Regions from separate parts of the Mus musculus genome. Here regions 1, 2, 3, 5, 6 and 7 are each linked to region 4. The links are chromatin contacts, called in public HiChIP or PLAC-seq maps. All regions are on one chromosome and are shown on one strand. Each heading gives the region's core, a stretch centred on a gene start, on an enhancer-like site or on the middle of the called end of the contact. The rest is flanking DNA. Distances are from core to core; before and after follow the strand shown.

Region 1 (2,824 bases), core at 191-2,690, 450 kb after region 4:
TATTTAAATTATACTCCTTAAACAGCCATTGCCAGGGCATTATGCCATTGAGAAATAAACTATGCATATCCTGCCTCAGTCTTAGAAGTGTAGGGCTAACATATACATTCTATTTGCACATAGATTTAGCAAATTTGGGATTCTCTCCTTCTATATAGTAAGATAAATATAGATATATCCATACAGACTTAACTTCAATTAATTTTCATAGCTCTAGAAGCCTTGAGTAAAATGACAACAGCCATTACATATCATGGAACCCCAATGATATTGCATGTGACTGTGGTGAGCTTGAAATAAGAAAGATTTGTTCTTCCAAACTTGTGCTGCTGATAAGCTTATTAAGAATATTTTATTCAACTAAATTAAAATAAAAAGTAATAGTAAAATACATCAAACACAGATATTCATCAGATAGTCTTACTAGGCAAGCAATCTGTAGTCACCATATTGGAAGACCACTTGGCATATTTATTGGCTAGATGTGCAGATGCCTGCAGAATCAGCCATTTGGTTTCCAGTATAGACTTAGCAGAAGTGAGTAACTGCAAAAAGGTCAAGTTGGAAAGTAACCAAAGAGTTGAACAGTAAAGAAACATTATCTGTTCATACAGTTAATGGCAGTGTAATTAACAGGACAAGAAGAATGAAGATCCCCAACCCTTAGCATACAACACCATGAAAGAAATTCATAAACATTATTCTGAGTAAAATTTAAAAAACGACACTTACATATAAGGTGAAACATGTTTATATTATTAAAACCCAGAATAGAGTTTATCCATAGACAGTATGAGAGGAGATCCTGGGATAGTGTCTAATTTCTTCAGCTGTATCTTAGTTGGATTGATATGTCACATTTGTAGACATGTGTCTGGCATCACATGCCATCTATGATTAAGCTATTTTATCTGTGTCCATTATATTTCAACAATCATTTTGTAGTTTTTTTTCCCCATGTGCTAGTTCATTCAACTTACACAATAACTCCAGGCAATAAGAAGGGCGGGATAACTTTCTCCCAGTTACCAAGAAGTGAACCTGACTCAAAGTTTTGTCCAAAGCCTTTGGGCTGATTAGTCATAGATCAAGATCAGGTAAAAGAAGGCAGTGCTTTATAGGCAGATCGCTCTGATGCCTAAAAGGTATTTAATAAATACTGTCTAGTGCTAAGTTGTAGAGTTCCTAGTAACAAAAAGGTAGTCATCTTACCGTGAAATTTTCTGGGGCAGTGGTGCATGTGTATGTGTGTGTGTGAGTGTATAGTGTGTGTGTGTGTGTGTGTGTGTGTGTGTGTGTGTGTGTGTGTGTGTGTGTGAGATCTCTGGCTGGATCACATGCATTCTCTCCTCAGAAGGAAACAGAGATATGCTCTGATTCAAATGCCCTTGGTGCTGCCAAAATACCTGTGGAAAATTGTGCAACTATGTCCCTCTAGGGCTTAGAAGTGAATGAGTCACACCCTCAGTTCTCAGACATAGTGCCCAGGAAAACAGGAAAGCTCACGTCGGCAGAAATCCATTATGTGACCTTGGATTAATCATTGAGCTTCTTTAGGGGCAATTGTCTGAAAGACCAATAGTATGAGATTCCCTCACTTAGAACCATATGTGTGTTCCTCCTGTAGTATACCTTTGTGAGGTTCCCTAAGGTTTTTTCCCTTCCACACATGCAACCATATTTCATCATTTTTAGAGGCATTGGACTGTATTCAAACTTGCCAGTTCCCTTCTGGTCACTTAAGATCAGATTTTACTTGTTTACATTTGAAATTCAGCATGGCCAGTTCCCTGCCTATCTTTAGCTAAGAAAGAAGACAATCAACTGAGTTATATAAGTAACCAGAAGTCATATGCAATTTCTTAATCATGCTTCCTCACAAAATATTCTATAGATGAGCTAGGATGTGGTACAGTGGTTGCTAAGCATGGCACAGGGCCATGAGTTCTATCCCCAAAAGTGCAAAAAAAAAAAAGTGTAATAAAACTTTTCTTGTCAACATAAAATTCCAGTTATTTATGATGTGGAAAACAAAAGAGATAAGAAGTCCCAGAAATGAAATCTGTAATTACTTGGATAATAACTCTGAACCTTCTTTGGAAAAAAATATGTAGAATGTAAAATGTTTTGATTTAGGGCTCAACTGTAATGTCAAGGTCATCCAATCATCCAATGAGCTCAGAAGGAATCTGAGAAAAATAAAGAGATAAATAGAAGCAGATGTTTGGAAACACTTGAATATTGCTAGGGAAATTGTATGGTTAGAAATCAAAATGTCTGTGTTGTATCCTCCACCCTAATAAGGCTATGATATCAGGCATTTAAGTGGCTGTTCAGCAACTTTTCAGAAAAGAGCCATGGTTCCATGTCCTCTATCACTAAATGCCTCCATGAGGTGTATTTTGAAATGAAGTCTTTGTTAGGATACCCCGAAGGAGCTATCCTGTCATGATTTCTATTACTCAAGACCTGCATTTAAAATTAGCAAAAGAGCATTTTGTTGGCAAGGAGATAACATTAGAAAGATTTTGTTTTTCAATTGGTCAGCACTTTCATCCTCAGAAGCAAACTTCTCTTGCTTTTAGTTGGTACAATGGCAAGAAGTAGAAACTCCCAGTTTATATTTAGTTGTCAAAGCATGACGTGCTGTTAACATAGTTCTGTGGAAGATATCGAGCCCTAAGGATCAAACCACAGATTAACAAAAGCCCAGTGAGGAGGTAGGATCTTCTGAAGTCCTCGGAGGGAAGGCTGGCCACGCGTCATGTGAAGGTGGCAAAGGAGAGGTCATTGCAATATGGGATTCAGGAGTCTCGAGAAGGGA
Region 2 (2,700 bases), core at 88-2,587, 480 kb after region 4:
GCTTCCTGTCATTTCTCCCTACATCCTGGTCCTCGGAGATGTGGACAAGAAACCCGACTCTCCTGACACTGTGCTTTCTCCCAACATGATGAACTGTATTCTCAAACCAGAAGCCCCAAAGAGTGATATTTTATTTTTGATATCAAATATTTTGTCACAGCAATGAGGAGAGTAACTAATATTTTTCTTTTATAGTACTACCATTTTATATAGGTATCTGTTGGGTTTAAAGCTTTTGGATTATTATTGTCATGTGATGGAGCAATTCACTGTTGTATGAATTTGACAGGAGACAGAGCACAGCTTCTCTTATGGAAAACTGAAGGGACCAGATGCAACATAGACCCAACCCTATATATAGTTCTCAGATAAACTGGCTTTGGCAATTGTTTGACTCCATATTAGAAACAAGTAAAGTTGTCACCCTGAGATATCAATGCTGACCACGTTAGTACCAGCAGCCATGGCAGGGCCAGAGAGCTAGTCACACTATTCCTACGGGATTGGCATTGCTGACCCTCCTGCCCAGCCTCCTTGTCATTTATGAACCCAATTCCATGTCTTTCTGATCGAGGGGAAATCCATCATGATGCCGATGAATGATAATGATAACGATGATGACAATAGCTAACAACTAGTGAATGTCTAATGTAAACCAGGTACAGCTGTAGTTAGTTCAGGAATAGCCGATCCGATCCTTTAATCATTACAAGTGATGTCTGCTCTCTTAGCCCTAGTTCCTCAAATGAGAGGCAGAGAAAAAAGTGGTATACAATCAGTACCACTGGCTCTTTGTCTAGTTAATGAGAAAGACAGAAGGAAGGCTCCAGAGTCTGGCTCCAGAGCCAGCCTTCTTATTAAGAATGGATTCTGTTCCTAGTTACCGAATCTGTCCATACATTTGCTTTTGCAATCCATTTTTCCCTTTGAGTCAGAGAGCATGTGAAAGTTAAAGATTGGGTATAAATCACTTTCTGTGCTCGGGACAATAAGATGGCAATTGAGACTCAGAGCACCCAGGGAGGCAGCAGAGAAGGTACTTCAGTTAGCAGGTCCCCTCTCCTATCTATGCTCACCTGCTGCCAGGGGTGGGGCTCTCAGCTTCAGCCCCACTCAGTAAGCACTGTCCTGCCCCAGGACACGGTAAACCCCAGGCTTGCAGGTGCCAAGACAGTCATGAAAGCTCCCATTGTACAACATCCGTGCAAAGGATTCGTGTTGAGGTTTTTGTGGGGACAAGGGAATGCTGAAAGCCAACTGACACACAACGGGGCCAGAGTGAAACTGTGTAGTTTCGATTCCCTAAGAGTCAGGGAGCACATTTGTTCAGGGCACCCTCAGCAGCCAGGAGAGCAATAAAGCATCCGCATTCCATGTAAAGAAAGCTCTGTGCACAGAGCTAGCAAAGTGGCCGCTCCTCAAGGTGACTCTGTCCTTCCTGGGGGACTTCCAGATGGTGAGGTGCCAAGCTGCAGAAGAAGCTGAATGAAGCTGAAATGAGGATGACAGAAGCTCATCAGAAGATTGAAAAGGCAGGCATTAGAGTCTGGGGATAGTCTATTACTTCCAGGACACCCACACCAGGACATGATTAGCATAGTCACTATGAAACGTGGTCTAAAGCCACACAATCCAGGTTGGGGAGGCAAATCGATCCTGCTCACCAGTGCTGATGACTCTGCTAAGTCCCCTGAACTTCAGCCCAGAGGCAAAAAAAAAAAAAAAAAAAAAAAAAAAAAAAAAAAAGCAGGTTTGAACTTTCGCTTCCTAAGAGGAAGGGTGGATGTGAGAGAGTCCCAAGGCACCATCCCAAGACCATGGCTGTCACCCAGTCCTGCTCCTGACCTGTGTCCTATCATTCTCATGCGTGTGGTGCTCTCTGCTGGCAGCTGCAATCGTGGTCCTTCTGCCACCCTGCTCAGAGATCTTACTCTGAGTCATGGGTGGTAGGAAGCAGCTCAGAGGAGATTTGATCTCCAGCCAGTATCCAGAACCTTCCAATTGCAGCAGAACTTCCTTGGCTCCTTTTAGGATCAATTGCCCTCCTATAAAGTCTCAGTCATAATCAAGAACAACCCTTCCCTCATCACCTTGGCAGTGGCTCAGTCTTCTGCATGCCTCATTTTTGTTTGTTTGTTTGTTTGTTTATGTTTTGTTTTTCAGTGGTGGTTGGTACCAAGGGCAACAGTGTCACTGGGTTAAGACTAGGAAATGACTTGATGAGCCTCTCCCTCACAATTCCCACTAGCGAACATCCCATTCTCGATATGCCTTAAAAGTATGTGAAAACAGTGAGCTGGCCATGGCAAATGCACCTTACAGCCAGATCCACCACACAGCCAGATCCACCACACAGCCAGATCCACCACACAGCCAGATCCACCTTACACACAGCCAGATCCACCTTACACACAGCCAGATCTACCTTACCGCCAGATCCACCACACAGCCAGATCCACCTTACACACAGCCAGATCCACCACGCAGCCAGATCCACCTTACACACAGCCAGATCCACCTTACACACAGCCAGATCTACCTTACCGCCAGATCCACCACACAGCCAGATCCACCTTACACACAGCCAGATCTACCTTACCGCCAGATCCACCACACAGCCAGATCCACCTTACACACAGCCAGATCTATCTTACCGCCAGATCCACCACACAGCCTAGTTCAGAATTCAATCCAGTTTCA
Region 3 (2,700 bases), core at 186-2,685, 410 kb before region 4:
TGGTTTTTTGGTTTTTTTGTTTGTTTTTTTTTTTTTGTGAACACGGAGTTAGCTTCTCTGGCCTAGGTGAGGAGTGGCCTCAATAAATGGATACCCTGTCCCCAGCTCAAGAATCCAGAACCTGCTGCCACAGTGGAGACCTTACCTTGGCACTCCTTCTGGGCAGCTGGGCCTCACCCTCTCCCACTGTAGGCTGGTGCTTGTCTGGAGCCCAGAAGCTTGGTGCTACCTTTAGGCAAAAAAAAAAAAAGAAAGAAAAAGAAAGACCCCGGTGATTTTCTCTTTCAGCCGCTTTTCCCCAGAAGGTCCCTGATTGGTGTCATCTCATCTCTGTGGGCACAACCTCCCTGCCTGCGGCAGCTTACTCACCAATGTGCCTAAAAGCCTGCCAGTTGTGTGGAGGAGGTAGGGGGCCCACACCCCTCTGCCTGTCACACATAGGGGCATGCCTGAAAGGGGGTTTCAGGGTGGCCCCCAGCCGAGCCCCGGCCTGTAGCCTGCTCATTGGATGTGTCTTTGAGCTCAGCAGGGACACACATAGGAGCTGAACAGCTCTGCCTGGGAGAGTGATAAGATCCTTGTTAGAAAGGTGTTCTCTGGGCACTCAGGGCTGTCAGGAAGACAAGAGATGAACCTGCACACCCATGCCTATTAGTTTAGTTCCTAACACTTGGCCAGGCCTCAGGACCACGTCCTACCTTGGCATCTGGCCACGTCTCTGTCCTGTGGTCCCAGCCAGGGCTTGGGCCTGCCCGAGCAGGCAGCTGTCCTTCTGTCTGCTCAGGCCACGTGTTTGCTGTCCCTTCTCCCCAACATGCACTCAAGACTAGGCTGGCCCAGCATCGATCAGAATCAACCCCTGTCAGGTCCCCATCCCAGCTCTCTGCTGACCAGCGGCTGTCCTCAGATCTGGCTGGGCGCATACGCACTGTGACACACCCTCACCCTCTCACACACGTGGGTCCACACCCAGTACAGAGCCACCTACCTGCACAGGCCTGCCTATGCCAATCCAGTCTTGCTCTCCAAATACCAGTGACCCTGGAAGCCACACGTTTCCTTTTACAGAAAGATCCCCTTGAGAGGTGAGCGCAAAGGCAGCCCAGAAGGACTCCAGTCGGTGTGGACTAGACTCCCCTTCTCTCCCAGAACCTTCAGAGGACACACGGGCAGCCCGAACACCATGTCTGCTATTGTATTCTGCCAGCCGAGGTCTCTCCATGGGCACCTCTGGCTCCCTCCGTGCCTTCCATGTCCTTAGGGGGTAGTGGCAGCTTCCGGGCGAGTTCCATTTTCCTCCAAGCCGAGGTAGGGCGGGGAGAGTTAGAAGGGGCGGGCCTCAGGGACACCTCCAAGTTTTCAGCTCCCCAAATAATCAGATGCAAAGGGGGAAGGAAGAAAAGCCAGGGTGGGTGGGTGACTCAGTGGCGGTGGGCCGGCTTAGTCACCTGGATGGCTGCTTGCTGCTCCCGGCATGTCAGGAACCGAGCAGTGCCCTCCCCCCACCTGCTGTGGTCTGCCGCTGCTGTCAGGAAGAGCTGGCCGTGGAGCCCCCGGTGTGTTCAAGCTGCGGAGCAAGCGACAACCGCTCCCGCCTTCCTCTGGTCAATCGATCAGGGCCCGGCAGCCCCGGCCGCGGCGCACCCCTCCTCCACCGTGCACCCCAGCTCACTTTGGGATTTCTCCATTAGAATCTCAGGCAGCGACCTGCTCCTGTAGGGCGCGAGCAGCTCCAACGTTGCCTGGCAATTTTGATATCGTCGGGGGTTGCCATGGGGAGGAGGGTGATGTCATTGACACAAAAAAACCCACTGAATTTACAAATCAGCTGGGGCTGGAGCTATTTATAAAAAAACACGTTTCTTACTGCTTTCCTTTGCTGAGGGGGAGGAGGGAGAGAAAAGACTGAGGGGTGGGATTCAGAGGAGCCTACTGTAGTTCACCTCACCGTTGTTCCCCAGAAACCAGACCTTCTTGGCTCACAGCCAAGCCTAACCCCCTTCCCATCCGCGCCCCAGGTTTGCAGCTGTGGGTCTCAGCCCTGGCAGGCGTGGCCACACCTGGGCTGCACGTTCTCATCTGGTTTTGTCCTAAAGGGCAAAAAGGGTGAGGATGGAGGGTGGGGTACTCAGCTCTGTGGGTACCATCTTTCTGTTCTCCCCTGCTCCAGCATCGCCCCTCCCACAACTAGAAACAGTTGCATGGGAGGAAAGGAGACTCAGGATGCCCACCTGCTGGTTCCCTGAAGAGCACTCCGTAAGCATGGCCCCTCCCTCACTGTCTTGAGCCTCCTGCCTCCTTCACTGGTCATTTTCTCTCATGTCCATCTGGGAAGTGCCCAAATTCCCGTCTTAGCCAATTGTTTGCCTTTTCCCTTTTCCCAGGCATCATTCCATAATCTCTCTGTGGCTTCCTCTAAACTCTGCTGAAGGCTGACCTCAAACCTATGTGGTAGCTGCCCCATTGTGAACAGTCCAGCCCACACTGCCCACCACGTGTTCCTAGACCCACAAGTACTGCCACGAGAAAGCTAGAAGTCTTCTGATTCTAACTACCCAAGGGGGCACTAAAGTATTCACATCACTTTTGAACATTCATTCTTAAAATGTGGCTAACTCCCTGAGCTCTGAATTTTCAGTCTTGAGCTCACATCTCAGCTCTATTGTTCACTAATTGAGTGACTCTGGCCTGCTGTTTAAT
Region 4 (2,737 bases), core at 24-2,523:
TACACTTGAATGCAGGTCTGGTAGCATGTCCGACTTGAGGATGGTACCAAAGGTGCTGAGCTGAGCCTGGGAGAATGGTGTGGGGAAGACGGTATAGGAAGGGCTGCAGTGGGGAGAGGGGACTATAGAAAAGTGGCTTGATTTTGATCTGCTTAGTTTGCGAGGGTTCTCATGCCTTATGAGGTTCAAGGGAGTCATTTGACCTGGAGTCCGAAACAAAGGATCAATAGCACCCAGATGGTATTCACAGCCAGGGTTTTGCCCTCAGCACCATCTTAACTTGTAGCTGTGATCTTTGGGCAACTCAAGTCATACTTATTTGCTCTGATGAAAAAAGACCAGAGAAACACTGTATTTACCCCAAAGCATGAGGATAAAGGGGCTCTGAGTATGAAAATACCTTGTAAACAACCAAGGGCAATTCAGACTGAAACGCAGCAGAGGTTGCGCGGTACTGAGAATGAAGAAAGAGCATCAGTTTGGTGATCCAGGCAATGAGCCCTAATGCACTGTACACAGAGAAATGATTGGTAGCTGTGGAGGTATATACTGCCATCATAATCCTTCTTATTCTACTACAGCCCAGTCTTTACAGGACGTATATGTATATATACGCATATGTATATATACACTGTATTATACATTATACTTTATGCACACTGCTATTATATACACATGTATTACACACACACACACACTCACACAGCTCTCCAAATTTTACAAGACCTTCACATACGAGATCTGTTTGAGTTGCACATCAGTCTTGCAAGGAAGAGAGGATAGTGATATGGGAAGTAACTGATCTGAGAGGACACCTGGTCGGTAGAACATTCTAGTAGCCGGTGAGAGCTATGTAAACATGGAGATCCTCGTTCCAGAGGCCAACCTGAATATGAACAAACCATTCCCACCCAGAACATTCACTGAAAAGAAGGTTATAGGAGGGCCACAGTCACACCCCCTCCAATCCCAACCAGGACAGCAGTCTTCTTGTAACTTCCGGTCCCCAATACCCAATTCTTTTTTTTTTTTTTTTGCTTTTTTCGAGACAGGGTTTCTCTGTGTAGCCTTAGCTGTCCTGGAACTCACTCTGTATACCAGGCTGGCCTCGAACTCAGAAATCCGCCTGCCTCTGCCTCCCAAGTGCTGGGATTAAAGGCGTGCGCCACCACGCCCGGCTTCAATACCCAATTCTTGAAGGTACGGGACCTTTAAACCTATCGCGAGACTGTGATCTGCGCGCTTCTAGTTGCCAGGGCAACAGCGTTCTTTGAGACAGCGGTCTCCTGCTGCCTCTTTCATCTTCACAGAGGAGGCGGTGGCGGGAAAAACCGGTCCCCTTCGAAGGGAAGTGGAGAGAGTCAGTGTCTAGGCGTCCAGCTTTCTTCCCCACCGAGAAGTTGAGGGGCCGCACGCACCACGGGCAGAGGTTGGTAGCCGCTGGCCACGGCAGAGGGCGAGGTGGAGGTGTGGCCTGATGTGCCAGAGGAGGGTGAGAGGGCGGACTCTGTCCCCGAGGGCTGTGGGTGTGGCCTGTTCGCCCAGGCCAGCATGGGGTGGCCACAGGGGCGTGGCTATGTCTGGGAGTCTCAGAAGCTACTGCCCGGGCAGAGGCGTGATCTCTGCTGAAAACTCTTTCTGCATTAGTGCATCCTTACGAGCCTTCTTCCCACTGAGGTCTGGAGCACTAGTCAGTAGCATAGTCCTTAAAAGTGGCACAGGAAAAATGAGACTAGAGAGAGGGTTTGTAAACATTGATCTGGGACTTAGCTTTCCCAATGGAAGAAATGTAAACCAAACGTATAGGTAGATACCTTTGGGCATCCACCAGCCTGGGGACTATGAATAGGCCTTTCAGACAATAAGACAGGGAGCAAACAATCTGGAGACACAACCAGTTTTGCCTCATCACACCGGACGTGTACTATCTACACGAGCTGATCAAAAAATGTAATAAAACGTTGGCGTGTATGAGCAGTTATTTGTTACCATTAGAATCTGGTCACATCTCTACTTCACTGAATAGCATAAAGTAACTGGTATTTTAATTTTGATTCTTTTGGTGCACTGTGTTTCATTAAATGAGGAAATGTATAAAACAAAAATTTCTTTTTGTCCCAGTTTCCCTTTTTATTGTAGACCTCCATAAGACCGGGATATGATTACTAATAACCATGCAACAGAGTCAGAGAGCCATGTCTTGAAATCTTCTCTGCCAAGGAAACTAATCCATGGTTTTTCAGTTTTGCCTCAGGCAAATGTTTAAGGCAAGGGCAGAAAGCAGCCACTTTCTTTGCCAAATACAGGAATGTTCTGTCCTTCTGTCGCCCAGGTGCTAGTATTGTTTTCCCCTGAAATGGCCTGAGGTCCGTAGGCCTCTGCAGTCTGCCTTGCTCTCAGCATTATTGCCTTCTAACCTCCCACCAGGATGCTCTTTAAGCTCTTCATCAGCATCCAACTGCTTTCCTAGTCCAGAGTCTTATAAAAGAACGCCTTCAATTGACTTACAGCTTCAGAGGCTTAGAGTCCATCATGGCGGAGCAAAGGCACGGAAGCAGAAACAGCTGAGAGCCCACATCTTGATCTGAAAGTAGAAAGCAGAGCTAAGTGGGAAGCTGAGAGTCTATTGATACTTCAGGAGGCGCTTCCTCTGCCCATGAAATACCACTTCCTCCTAATCCTTCCCAAACAGTTCTACCAAGTGAGGACCACGCTGGCTTAGTATATCATTGATTTC
Region 5 (2,906 bases), core at 334-2,833, 450 kb before region 4:
GGACCCCTGAACACAACCCTCCACATTGTGTCTGTTGGGTGCCTTTGTCCCTGTAACCCCTCTGCCTGGCCGTCTTCCTTGTTTCTTAGCCTGCGTCTCTCATCCTTAAAGGACTAACTCTGCTGTTGCCTTCAGAGGATCTTAGTTCCCTCTCCTTCCCATCATTTGTCCTTCCATCCAATGGCTGTTTTGAGTTTGCATTTAGCAGATGTTCTCAGTCCTGGGTTCGTCTTCCTGACTGAGAAGACAAGTCTCATTCATTCAGTTTGTGCATCTGTGTTTCCCATTGCTGGAAACACAACCATAGGGTCTCATGTAGCCCAGGCTGGCCTCAACCTAACTGTAGCTGAGGATGATCTTGGAACTTCTGAGCCTCCTGCCTCCATCTCTCAAGTGCTGGGTTGTTAGCTTATAGCACCACACCTGGCTTCATCCTGGGAATGAATCAAACCAATCGTTTCGTGTATACTGGGCAAATACTCGACCAGCTGCGAAAAGTCCCTAGCTCTTCACTTATTCTACAAATAAACTCCATTTCAACTATTCTCAAGCCCTTTCTCTAGTCCTGGGAGCTTGTGGGGCACTCATTGTAAGACTCTGCTAGGCCTTCAGTATTCCCCGTCTCTAGCGCCCATGAGCTGATTGTCCAAAGGAAGTAGGTTTTCCACACATCTGATTGAAAAAAAAAAAAAATCTCAGGCTGTCTCCTTTCTGTAGGGGCCAGGTCTAGCGCTCTGTGGCCTAAAGATGGTTTTGTGCTCAAGAGAACCCAGCCCTGTCAGGGAATTCTTGCTTGTGTCTTTTGTCCTTTCCTAGACCCTAACTAGCCCATCTTTGAGGAGATAGGAGGTAGTGCCTGGGAAGTCCAAATGCCTGCATACTCTCGGGTCCTAAGGCACCTGCCCTGGGTCAGAGCGGCCAGTGTCTAAGTCAACTTGCTCCACAGCGACCGATCAACCGTGGAGCTGGCACGCGGGCGCGCTGTCAGGTTTGGAGACGTCTGAGATTGGAGAATGCACCCCCGCCCTTCTCTGAGTGAGCGCGTGCGGGAGGCACAATTGTGTGTGGCTGTGATTCGCTGCACTTTAGATGGCAGTTATCAGCCAGACTGAGCGCCCTCAGTCCGGAGCACAAATGCCTCATACCCCAAATTACTTTTCCTCTGTCTCTTGCCCACCTCAAGCTGGTGCACTGTCCAGTCCTGTCCTCGTGGGGTCCCAGTCCCTTTAACCTAAAACCGATGGCAGGAGCTCCCGCCAGTTTCTAAGCAGCGGAGGCTACCGATTCCGGCGGAGGCGGGGGGCGGGGAAAGATGACTGAGACTTTAGGATTGGCCCCGCCGGGTGCATGTGGCCCCCGGCGAGCAGCCTCCACCCCCGCCCCGCAACCGCCGCCGCATTCCCAGGGGAGCGCGGAGGAGGAGCCGCTCCCCAACTTCGTGGCCCACGAAGGGGTGGGGGTCAGGGGCGGTCTCCCTTGCCCTGTCCGTCTCTGCCCCGAAGGTGCAGTCTGCTTCCAGAGCAGCCATTGCCATGGAGACCCCTGAAGCTATAAAGCCAGGTATCTAGGCGTCGGGCACCTCAGGAGCCGCCGAGCCCCCCAAGTAAAAAAGCAAGCGTCCCGGCCCCCGCAAGAAAGGAGGAGGCGGGGAGAGGCTCTGGGAGCTGGAGGAGCGGCGCTCCCCGCCGAGGCAGGAGGCAGGCGCGCCAGGCGGGAGCCACCCGCTCAACAGGGGAGCAGGGGCTGCCCGGGGTGCGGGTGAGTGGCGTTGCTCCAAGCCACGAGGGACCAAGGGGCGTCGGATACAGGGAAGAGGGCCCAAGAGTTGAGGAGGCCGAGCTTGGAGCTTGAGCGGGAGTCGAAGCAGCCAGCAGCCCACACCTCCAGGCGTGGGGGGCCAGGGAGGAAAAGCAAGACGCCCTGGGAGCGGCGAGGCAGCCGAGCGGTAGGGAGACCTGAGCGGGAACTGCAGGACACTTGGTTGCAGCCACCTACACGCCGCTTGGAAAGAGCGGTACCGGTGTCCGGGCCGGGGCCGTAGCCCCGTGGGGTGAGGGAACAGGGGCGCCCCCGTGCGTCGGACTTCCGGGGCGCGGCGGCCGGAGCCATGCTCAAGCCCAAGGACCTGTGTCCCCGAGCGGGGACGCGCACCTTCCTTGAGGCCATGCAGGCCGGCAAAGTGCACTTGGCCCGTTTCGTGCTGGACGCGCTGGACCGCAGCATCATCGACTGCCGCGCAGAGCAGGGCCGGACGCCGCTTATGGTGGCCGTGGGGCTGCCGGACCCCGCGATGCGCTCGCGCTTCGTGCGACTGCTGCTGGAGCAAGGTGCAGCCGTGAACCTGCGGGACGAGCGGGGCCGCACTGCACTCAGCCTGGCCTGCGAGCGAGGCCACTTAGACGCCGTGCAGCTCCTGGTGCAGTTCAGCGGCGATCCGGAGGCGACGGACTCGGCGGGCAACAGCCCGGTGATGTGGGCGGCGGCGTGCGGCCACGGGGCGGTGCTGGAGTTCTTGGTGCGCTCTTTCCGCCGCCTGGGCTTACGCCTTGACCGCACCAACCGGGCGGGCCTCACCGCACTGCAGCTGGCTGCCTCCCGCGGCCACGGGACCTGTGTGCAAGCCCTCACCGGGCCTTGGGGTCGGGCAGCCGCTGCGGCAGCGGCCCGGGGTTCCAACTCCGACAGTCCCCCTGGCCACCCTGCCCCGGCGCCCAGCCCAGAGCGGCGACGACCCAGTCCCCGTCGTTTACCGCGCCCTCTTTTGGCACGGTTTGCGCGAGCTGCCGGCGGCCACGGTCACGGTCACGGCCATGGCCACGGCCACGGAGGCGAGCTTGCCTCTGCTGGCAAGGGCTCGGTCCGTTATAGGGCACAAGGCAATGAGAGACCAGAGTTGGGCCGGAGCA
Region 6 (2,967 bases), core at 199-2,698, 390 kb before region 4:
CAAGGCCACCCTGGGCTACATACTGAGATCAAGCCTGAGCTACTTGAGTCATTATCTTTTTTTATCTTTTCTTAAATTGACTTACCCAAATTGATTTGGGGAACAAGGAGTACAAGAGGTTAGATCATAGCATATGGATATAAAGTATATTCTCTGCACAAGGCACCAGAGGGGGTTAGAAGGCATTAGAGGGGCTGAAAAGGTGTTGACCTGCGTGCTGGCAAACACTGGATCAGCCTTTAACTCACGCTAAGGCACTGAACGGGGCACTGGGGACAGAGTTCAAGCTTTAGGTCTCAGTTTCAGCCCTGGATGCTATGTGGTTCGTCCTTTCTCGCTGATCTGTAAAAGGTTTTATTTATTGTGGGTGTGTGTGTATTGGTATGTGTGTGTTGGTATGTGTGTGTTGGTATGTGTGTATTGGTATGTGTGTGTAGGTATGGGCTCGTGTGACACACACATGTATGGAGTCAGAGGATGACTTGTGGAGTCTGTTCTCTCTTCTACCATGCAGAGGGTAGGACTCTGGTCATCAGGCTTAGTGGTAAGCGCTCTTACCCAGACACATCTGTACCTTGGTAAATACTCAGCTTCCATGCCTCCGACCTCATTATAGTCAAAGTCAGTCATGTTAAAAGCATGCTGCACCTGCTCCGTAGGGAGCTGTTGAAGTCAGAATAGAGTAACTTTTGGTAGAGCAAGAATTTTGTTTTCAGTTCCAATGAAGAGTGCACCTTCACTGGCCTTGCCTTAGACTTTCACCTTAAGACATCAACAAGTTATTCTGAAGGCCTGTGCTAACCCTGAAAGACTTTCCTACCTGCCTGAGATCACAGCTCGAGCAATAGGCCACAACTTCCTCCAGCAGGAAGGAAGGAGTTCACTTCCAGACTCGGGTCTGGCATCAGTTAGAACACTCTGACTTGTGAGGAGGATGCCTCTAACAGGGCCCCAAGCAAGTTAGGGCACAAAGTGCTTTGTGAATGGGGAGAGCTTATTCCACAGTCTTCCTCCAAACGGGGAGAAAGAAGTCCTGTTCTTCCCAGTTGTGCATCTGTCTTTCCTTCTCCCAGGCCCAGCATTCTGTTCTTCTTGCTTTCATGAGACCAGATCAAAGCCACCTGTAGCCTCTACACAAAACAAAGGCTTCCTTTTCCTAAGACAATGGGCATCAAATATGAGGGAGTCTGGTGGGTGGGCCCCTGAAATTCCAGCCCTCTGGGGAATGTGACCAGAGTACCTGGGGTTTGATGGCAGCCTATGCCCTGCAGTGATCTTAGCTTAAAAATAAACAAAAATGAAAGGGAAACGGAAAGGGTTCTATTTTGTGGTTTTATGCTTTTGTAAAGAAAACTGAAGCGATGGCAGACATTGTTGATGACAGGCACTGTTGGCAGTGACATCCTTTCCTGTCCTCAAAGGCTGAAGTTGGCGGAGGTCAGAGAGTGGGGGGTGTATGGGGTGAGGTGTGGGGTGTGAACAGAGCTGCAGGGTGTCCTGGCTCCTCCCACTCCTGCTTGTACTTTCAGAAACAAGATTTGCCCATACAGCAACTTGGCTGCCTAGACTGCTGAAGTATTCACTAGGTAGAAGCTTACTTAAGTTAAAGGCTCTCAATTTCCTGGGCAATACAGGGCACTGGGGACTAAGAAGGACTTGATTACAGAAAGGCAGTTTCATCATTTATTATCTTCAGTATAAGAAGCAAACTGAAGATGTTTGCAGAACTGTATTTTGGTTGAAGGAAAATATTTACTTTCTTTGTCTTTCAGATACATTTTTTCTGGCTTACCCTGTCGAATTTGCCCAAGTGTTTCAGTTGAGAGATTAGTTAGGGAATCTGCTCTCTAACAAGCTTAGAGCAACAATGGTGACAAGTAGAGGAGACTCAGGCACCAGCACGAGTGGACATCAGGTGACTGACATTTTAGTGTGAAATAAATAAATAAATGCTTATTATCCTACTGAAGAAACAAAAGCCTTAATGACACACACACCCCCACAGCCCCCCACACACCCAGCCAGTGCGCCCCTTTGGGTGCACAGTGTTCCATCAGACTTACTGTTTTCCATATTAGTCCCCACTTCAGTCCTTTCTGTTCTGACCCCTGCTTTCCTGACACCTAAGGAAAATGGTCTCTGTCCCCTCAGCAGCCCTGTGTCCTGCATGACAGGTTGCTGAGTACTCTGTCCCCAAAGGCCGGTACCTTTGAACTTAAGGAAAGCTGGTGTGTGTGTGTGTGTGTGTGTGTGTGTCATTTTACCTGCTTCTTTCTGGACACCCTCTAGAAGGACAGAGAGAGACGGAAGAAATGGCCGGCCAGCTGCCTTCTTATAACCCAAAGGCAGCTGCTCTAAGTCTGGGATACATAAGTTTCTACCACCGTAGAGTAAGTCCTCTCCAAAATGAAGCCATTTATCACCTTAGTTTGCAAGTGTAGATGAATTGCCAGCAACAGAAATGTAACAAAAACTATTTTATTATAAAATACACAGTGAAAGGAGAGTACATGTTATAAAATTACAAAAGAGAGAAGGCAGAAGCCAGAGGGCTAAAAAGCAGCTGTCTGCACAGAAACCTTTTGAATAAACCAGATGAGGCTGCCAGGGCACAGCCACCTGGCTGAAAGCTGTGCTACTGAGAGTGACCCCTAGTGAAGGACTGCTGATGTGTCTAAGTGTGCTCTAAACAAATCACAGCAGCCCCAGACCAGTTCTTCACCATACCCATGGCTTAGGCAGGGCTCTGGGAGCCGCCTGGCTGCTTGTCTTGCTGAGTGAGCAAAGCTTCCGGGCTGATTGTCTTCCCCAGCTTCCACAGGGCTCTGTTCAGGTGGCTATGGAATGTGGCATCAAAAGCCCCACCCATTTCTGCTGCCAGCTCCCCCAGAACAGACACTGTGGACTTGTCACTGGCATTCAGAATCCGCACAAAGAATTTATTCCACAATTCACTGTCTTTTAGCC
Region 7 (2,700 bases), core at 87-2,586, 440 kb after region 4:
AAGAGCAGTCAATGATATTAACCGCAGAGCCATCTCACTGGCCCATTTACACACATTTATTTGCATGTTAGCCTATGGAGTTCTTCATGACTGAGCTGAGTTGTAATCATATCTTTAATGCTGACAACTTGCACAGTTCGTGTCAGGCAGGAACTCAGTACATGTCTATTGTGTAAATGAGTGGCTTAGGGAAGAAATTAGTAAATAAGGACTGAGAGAAAGGAGAAGATATGAGAGACCAGGGTTGGACCATCCCAAGATCCTAAGTCATTTCTGTCTTTTTAACATACCCGCAATTTCCAAACTTAATCTTGTTTTCTCTCATCGAGCAGCTATGTGAGAGACATTTAATACTCCTTGGAGATTTATGTTTCCTTTTCTCCTTTTTGTTACACAAAGTTACATGCCTGATTTTAGCAGGAGTCACTATGGAATGGGCCACAGTATGCTTGCATAGCTTTGACAGTATGTGGAGAGAGCAGCCCTGCCCCCTTAGCCTGTGGCGAGAATGAGAATGGCCTACCTGATTGGCCTCTGGATTGCCACCCCATTGCTACTCACCTTTTTTATATATGTGAAATAGGATGTTTTCAGACTTCATTCATTCAGTGCTGTTTGCCTTAGTTCGGTGTGGCAAAGTTTCTATTGGTAAAATTCCCGTGTTTATTCCTGGCCTCTGCTGAGGTGGGTGATTATGTTGATAGCTCATGTCTGGACCAATTGTCTTATCAAGTGGTGAGTCATATTTCCTGAGTGTTGTACTCTGTTCCAAACATCTTTTCCCACTTCTTACAGTACGGACATGCTGAGAACAGCTCAAGTTTGTGCAGTTCTGGTTCTGTTTGGCTTAATGACCCCTTCATGTCTTAGAAGCAGCCAGGGGCAGTCAAGTCCCTCAATACTTTCCTCTGGAAACCGACCCGGCTAAGTATCTCGTTAATCACTCTCAAATTATTTTCCAGAAAATATGAGGGTACAAACATAATTTCGTCATGTTCTATGCTGCTTAGTAACAAGGTCCCTTCTTCTGTCTCCCAATAGCATGGTTCTCGTTTCCATCAGAGACCTCATTAGAATTGGGCTTAATGTCTGTGTCATACCTGTAACCTCTACATTTTATTTATGTATTCTCCAAGAACATGATAGCATTCTCCTCAGCTTTCCTCTTTTCTTCTGAGCCCTCACTATGACCTGTTCAATAGCCTCTTCTCCAGTACACGTGTAAAAGCTTGTCCAGTGTTTACTCAGGTACCCATTCCATGGCTTTACACACATTTTCCAGATATTTGTTAGAGTAGTATCCCACTTCCTATGTTCATGTTCTGTATCAGAGTTCTCCAGAGAAACAGAACACAGAATGTGTGCCCACAGTTCCTTATGGTAACTCTGCTAGATGGAATTGGCTCAGGTGACTACGGAAGCTAAGAACTCTCATGATCTGCTCTCTACATGCTGGGTGCCCAGGAAAACCTGGTGTGTGCTTTCATTCCCAGTGAAACCAAAGAACCAGTTGTCCAATGGTGTCTCAGTCAGGGAGCAGATGAAGGTGCTTAACCAGCTCCAACACTAAGAGATAGAGAGTAACTTCTCTCTTTCTTCACCCTTTTATTTCATAATTTCCCTCAATGGACTAGAGTATACTTATACACCAATTCAGATGCTAATCTGATCCTGAAATACTAAACACACACACACACACACACACACACACACACACACACACACACAGAGAGAGAGAGAGAGAGAGAGAGAGACAGAGACAGAGACAGAGAGAGACAGAGAGACAGAGATGAGAGAGACACAGAGACACAGAGGGACAGAGATGAGAGAAAGAGAGAGAGACAGAGAGACACAGAGAGAAAGAGACAGAGAGAGAGAAAGAGACAGAGACAGAGACAGAGACAGAGAGCCATATATACCAATGTATAAAAGTAACCGGAATACACTCCACAGACTAAGGGACTGATAGGTAATATCATTGCCTGAGGCATTAAGCCTTTTTTTACTGAGACATGCATTGTGACTCTAATGTTTGTTCCATATTCAATTGTTCAGGGAGGTGTAACCTTTCAAAAGCTAGCAGCGCAAGCCCTAGAGCATTGGGCGTGGCGTTTGGAAATATGTTCTTGTACTTAGTCCTCTTATTTAAGTAATTACCATGCATGCAAATTGTACTATTTCTTGGTAAGATTCTAAGGAAGATATATAAACAAACAAAATGAAGCAAGGCAAAACTTTCCCTAGGGGCTAAATGCAGACAGCATGTTAAAACTTGCATCTTAATTGCTTATGGCTTGCAAAGAGTTGGAAAAGATAACTTCACTTACAGTTTATTCACCCTGCCAAAATAAGAGTTTGGCACATGCAGCCACATGCTGACCCATGCCAACTCCTGCCAGCCACACCATTCACTTCTTCATCAACTGTTGTGTGAGCACCAGATCAAGTTTACTCAAATGGCTACACAAATGTACTGATTGGAAATTTTGTTCATCTTTAGAGCTTCTTTCAACTTTTAGGTCAGTTTTCAAATGAAGCTGAGCAATTTATATATTGTGAGGGTTACAGGCAACAGGTAACTTTGAGAAGATTTAACATAATCATATTTATGTTTATTGTCTCCATTTATGGTGTGCTTTGAAGGCACTTAGAATCTTAGTTTTCTTATCAGAGACCTGGTTTACTTAGGTGATTAGACCT

Evidence for each region. HiChIP or PLAC-seq counts read pairs in DNA pulled down with a chosen protein or histone mark.
Region 1: a FOXA1 HiChIP or PLAC-seq map of pancreatic cancer cells shows a contact between it and region 4. The contact joins the enhancer-like site here to the promoter of Fsip1 in region 4. A contact is called at or near these places in 3 of 39 promoter capture datasets (the 3T3-L1 cell line, liver and stem cell-derived epiblast-like cells), 2 of 484 Hi-C or Micro-C datasets (both in embryonic stem cells), 4 of 115 datasets of contacts at active chromatin or transcription factors (bone marrow-derived dendritic cells, epiblast stem cells, pancreatic cancer cells and 1 more) and 1 of 9 other capture datasets (embryonic stem cells).
Region 2: a contact with region 4 is called in a FOXA1 HiChIP or PLAC-seq map of pancreatic cancer cells. The contact joins the enhancer-like site here to the promoter of Fsip1 in region 4. A contact is called at or near these places in 3 of 39 promoter capture datasets (embryonic stem cells, liver and stem cell-derived epiblast-like cells), 3 of 15 datasets of contacts at CTCF or cohesin (the NIH/3T3 cell line, large pre-B cells and stem cell-derived epiblast-like cells), 37 of 484 Hi-C or Micro-C datasets (the AML12 cell line, the C2C12 cell line, the HL-1 cell line and 22 more), 4 of 115 datasets of contacts at active chromatin or transcription factors (bone marrow-derived dendritic cells, bone marrow-derived macrophages, epiblast stem cells and 1 more) and 2 of 9 other capture datasets (adipose tissue and embryonic stem cells).
Region 3: a contact with region 4 is called in an H3K4me3 HiChIP or PLAC-seq map of embryonic stem cells, with 5 times the contacts expected there. The contact joins the promoter of Pak6 here to the promoter of Fsip1 in region 4. A contact is called at or near these places in 1 of 39 promoter capture datasets (stem cell-derived epiblast-like cells) and 4 of 115 datasets of contacts at active chromatin or transcription factors (embryonic basal ganglia, embryonic stem cells, large pre-B cells and 1 more).
Region 5: a contact with region 4 is called in an H3K4me3 HiChIP or PLAC-seq map of forebrain, with 5 times the contacts expected there. The contact joins the promoter of Ankrd63 here to the promoter of Fsip1 in region 4. A contact is called at or near these places in 1 of 39 promoter capture datasets (cranial neural crest), 1 of 15 datasets of contacts at CTCF or cohesin (the NIH/3T3 cell line), 17 of 484 Hi-C or Micro-C datasets (the Ba/F3 cell line, the G1E-ER4 cell line, the N1E-115 cell line and 7 more), 5 of 115 datasets of contacts at active chromatin or transcription factors (embryonic forebrain, embryonic stem cells, forebrain and 2 more) and 3 of 9 other capture datasets (embryonic stem cells, liver and pancreatic islet).
Region 6: an H3K27ac HiChIP or PLAC-seq map of T-cell acute lymphoblastic leukemia shows a contact between it and region 4, with 11 times the contacts expected there. The contact joins the enhancer-like site here to the promoter of Fsip1 in region 4. A contact is called at or near these places in 1 of 39 promoter capture datasets (stem cell-derived epiblast-like cells), 1 of 15 datasets of contacts at CTCF or cohesin (large pre-B cells), 10 of 484 Hi-C or Micro-C datasets (the Ba/F3 cell line, the N1E-115 cell line, the P5424 cell line and 5 more), 3 of 115 datasets of contacts at active chromatin or transcription factors (T-cell acute lymphoblastic leukemia, embryonic basal ganglia and large pre-B cells) and 1 of 9 other capture datasets (embryonic stem cells).
Region 7: a contact with region 4 is called in an HNF4G HiChIP or PLAC-seq map of pancreatic cancer cells. The contact joins the promoter of 4930412B13Rik here to the promoter of Fsip1 in region 4. A contact is called at or near these places in 2 of 115 datasets of contacts at active chromatin or transcription factors (bone marrow-derived macrophages and pancreatic cancer cells) and 1 of 9 other capture datasets (embryonic stem cells).

Annotation. Positions count from the first base shown.
Region 1 is chr2:117,801,512-117,804,335 of GRCm38.p6, reverse strand. No RefSeq gene overlaps it. Among named protein-coding and RNA genes, the nearest start is that of Gm13985, 9.9 kb to the left of the region's middle. Within about 2 kb of position 1,440, at least 51 of the 459 cell types and tissues checked have an H3K27ac peak or open chromatin away from gene starts, as enhancers often do. A contact at or near this core is called in pancreatic cancer cells, where this site is marked.
Region 2 is chr2:117,779,643-117,782,342 of GRCm38.p6, reverse strand. No RefSeq gene overlaps it. Among named protein-coding and RNA genes, the nearest start is that of Gm13985, 32 kb to the left of the region's middle. Within about 2 kb of position 1,337, at least 36 of the 459 cell types and tissues checked have an H3K27ac peak or open chromatin away from gene starts, as enhancers often do. A contact at or near this core is called in the C2C12 cell line, adipose tissue and pancreatic cancer cells, where this site is marked.
Region 3 is chr2:118,662,312-118,665,011 of GRCm38.p6, reverse strand. Pak6 (p21 (RAC1) activated kinase 6) reads right to left here and starts at 1,435. Exons shown (of 11, transcript NM_001033254.3): 1 at 989-1,435; 2 at 146-229.
Region 4 is chr2:118,255,492-118,258,228 of GRCm38.p6, reverse strand. It overlaps Fsip1 (fibrous sheath-interacting protein 1), which reads left to right and starts at 1,273. Exons shown (of 12, transcript NM_001374672.1): 1 at 1,273-1,429.
Region 5 is chr2:118,702,640-118,705,545 of GRCm38.p6, reverse strand. It overlaps Ankrd63 (ankyrin repeat domain 63), which reads left to right and starts at 1,583. Exons shown (of 1, transcript NM_001081971.1): 1 at 1,583-2,906. The coding sequence starts at 2,108. It also overlaps a transcript of Plcb2 not described here.
Region 6 is chr2:118,641,087-118,644,053 of GRCm38.p6, reverse strand. Bub1b (BUB1B, mitotic checkpoint serine/threonine kinase) reads right to left here. Exons shown (of 23, transcript NM_009773.3): 23 at 2,462-2,966. The coding sequence ends at 2,735. Among named protein-coding and RNA genes, the nearest start is that of Pak6, 21 kb to the left of the region's middle. Within about 2 kb of position 1,448, at least 65 of the 459 cell types and tissues checked have an H3K27ac peak or open chromatin away from gene starts, as enhancers often do. A contact at or near this core is called in the P5424 cell line, T-cell acute lymphoblastic leukemia and embryonic stem cells, where this site is marked.
Region 7 is chr2:117,820,564-117,823,263 of GRCm38.p6, reverse strand. 4930412B13Rik (RIKEN cDNA 4930412B13 gene) reads right to left here and starts at 1,336. Exons shown (of 6, transcript NR_040631.1): 1 at 562-1,336.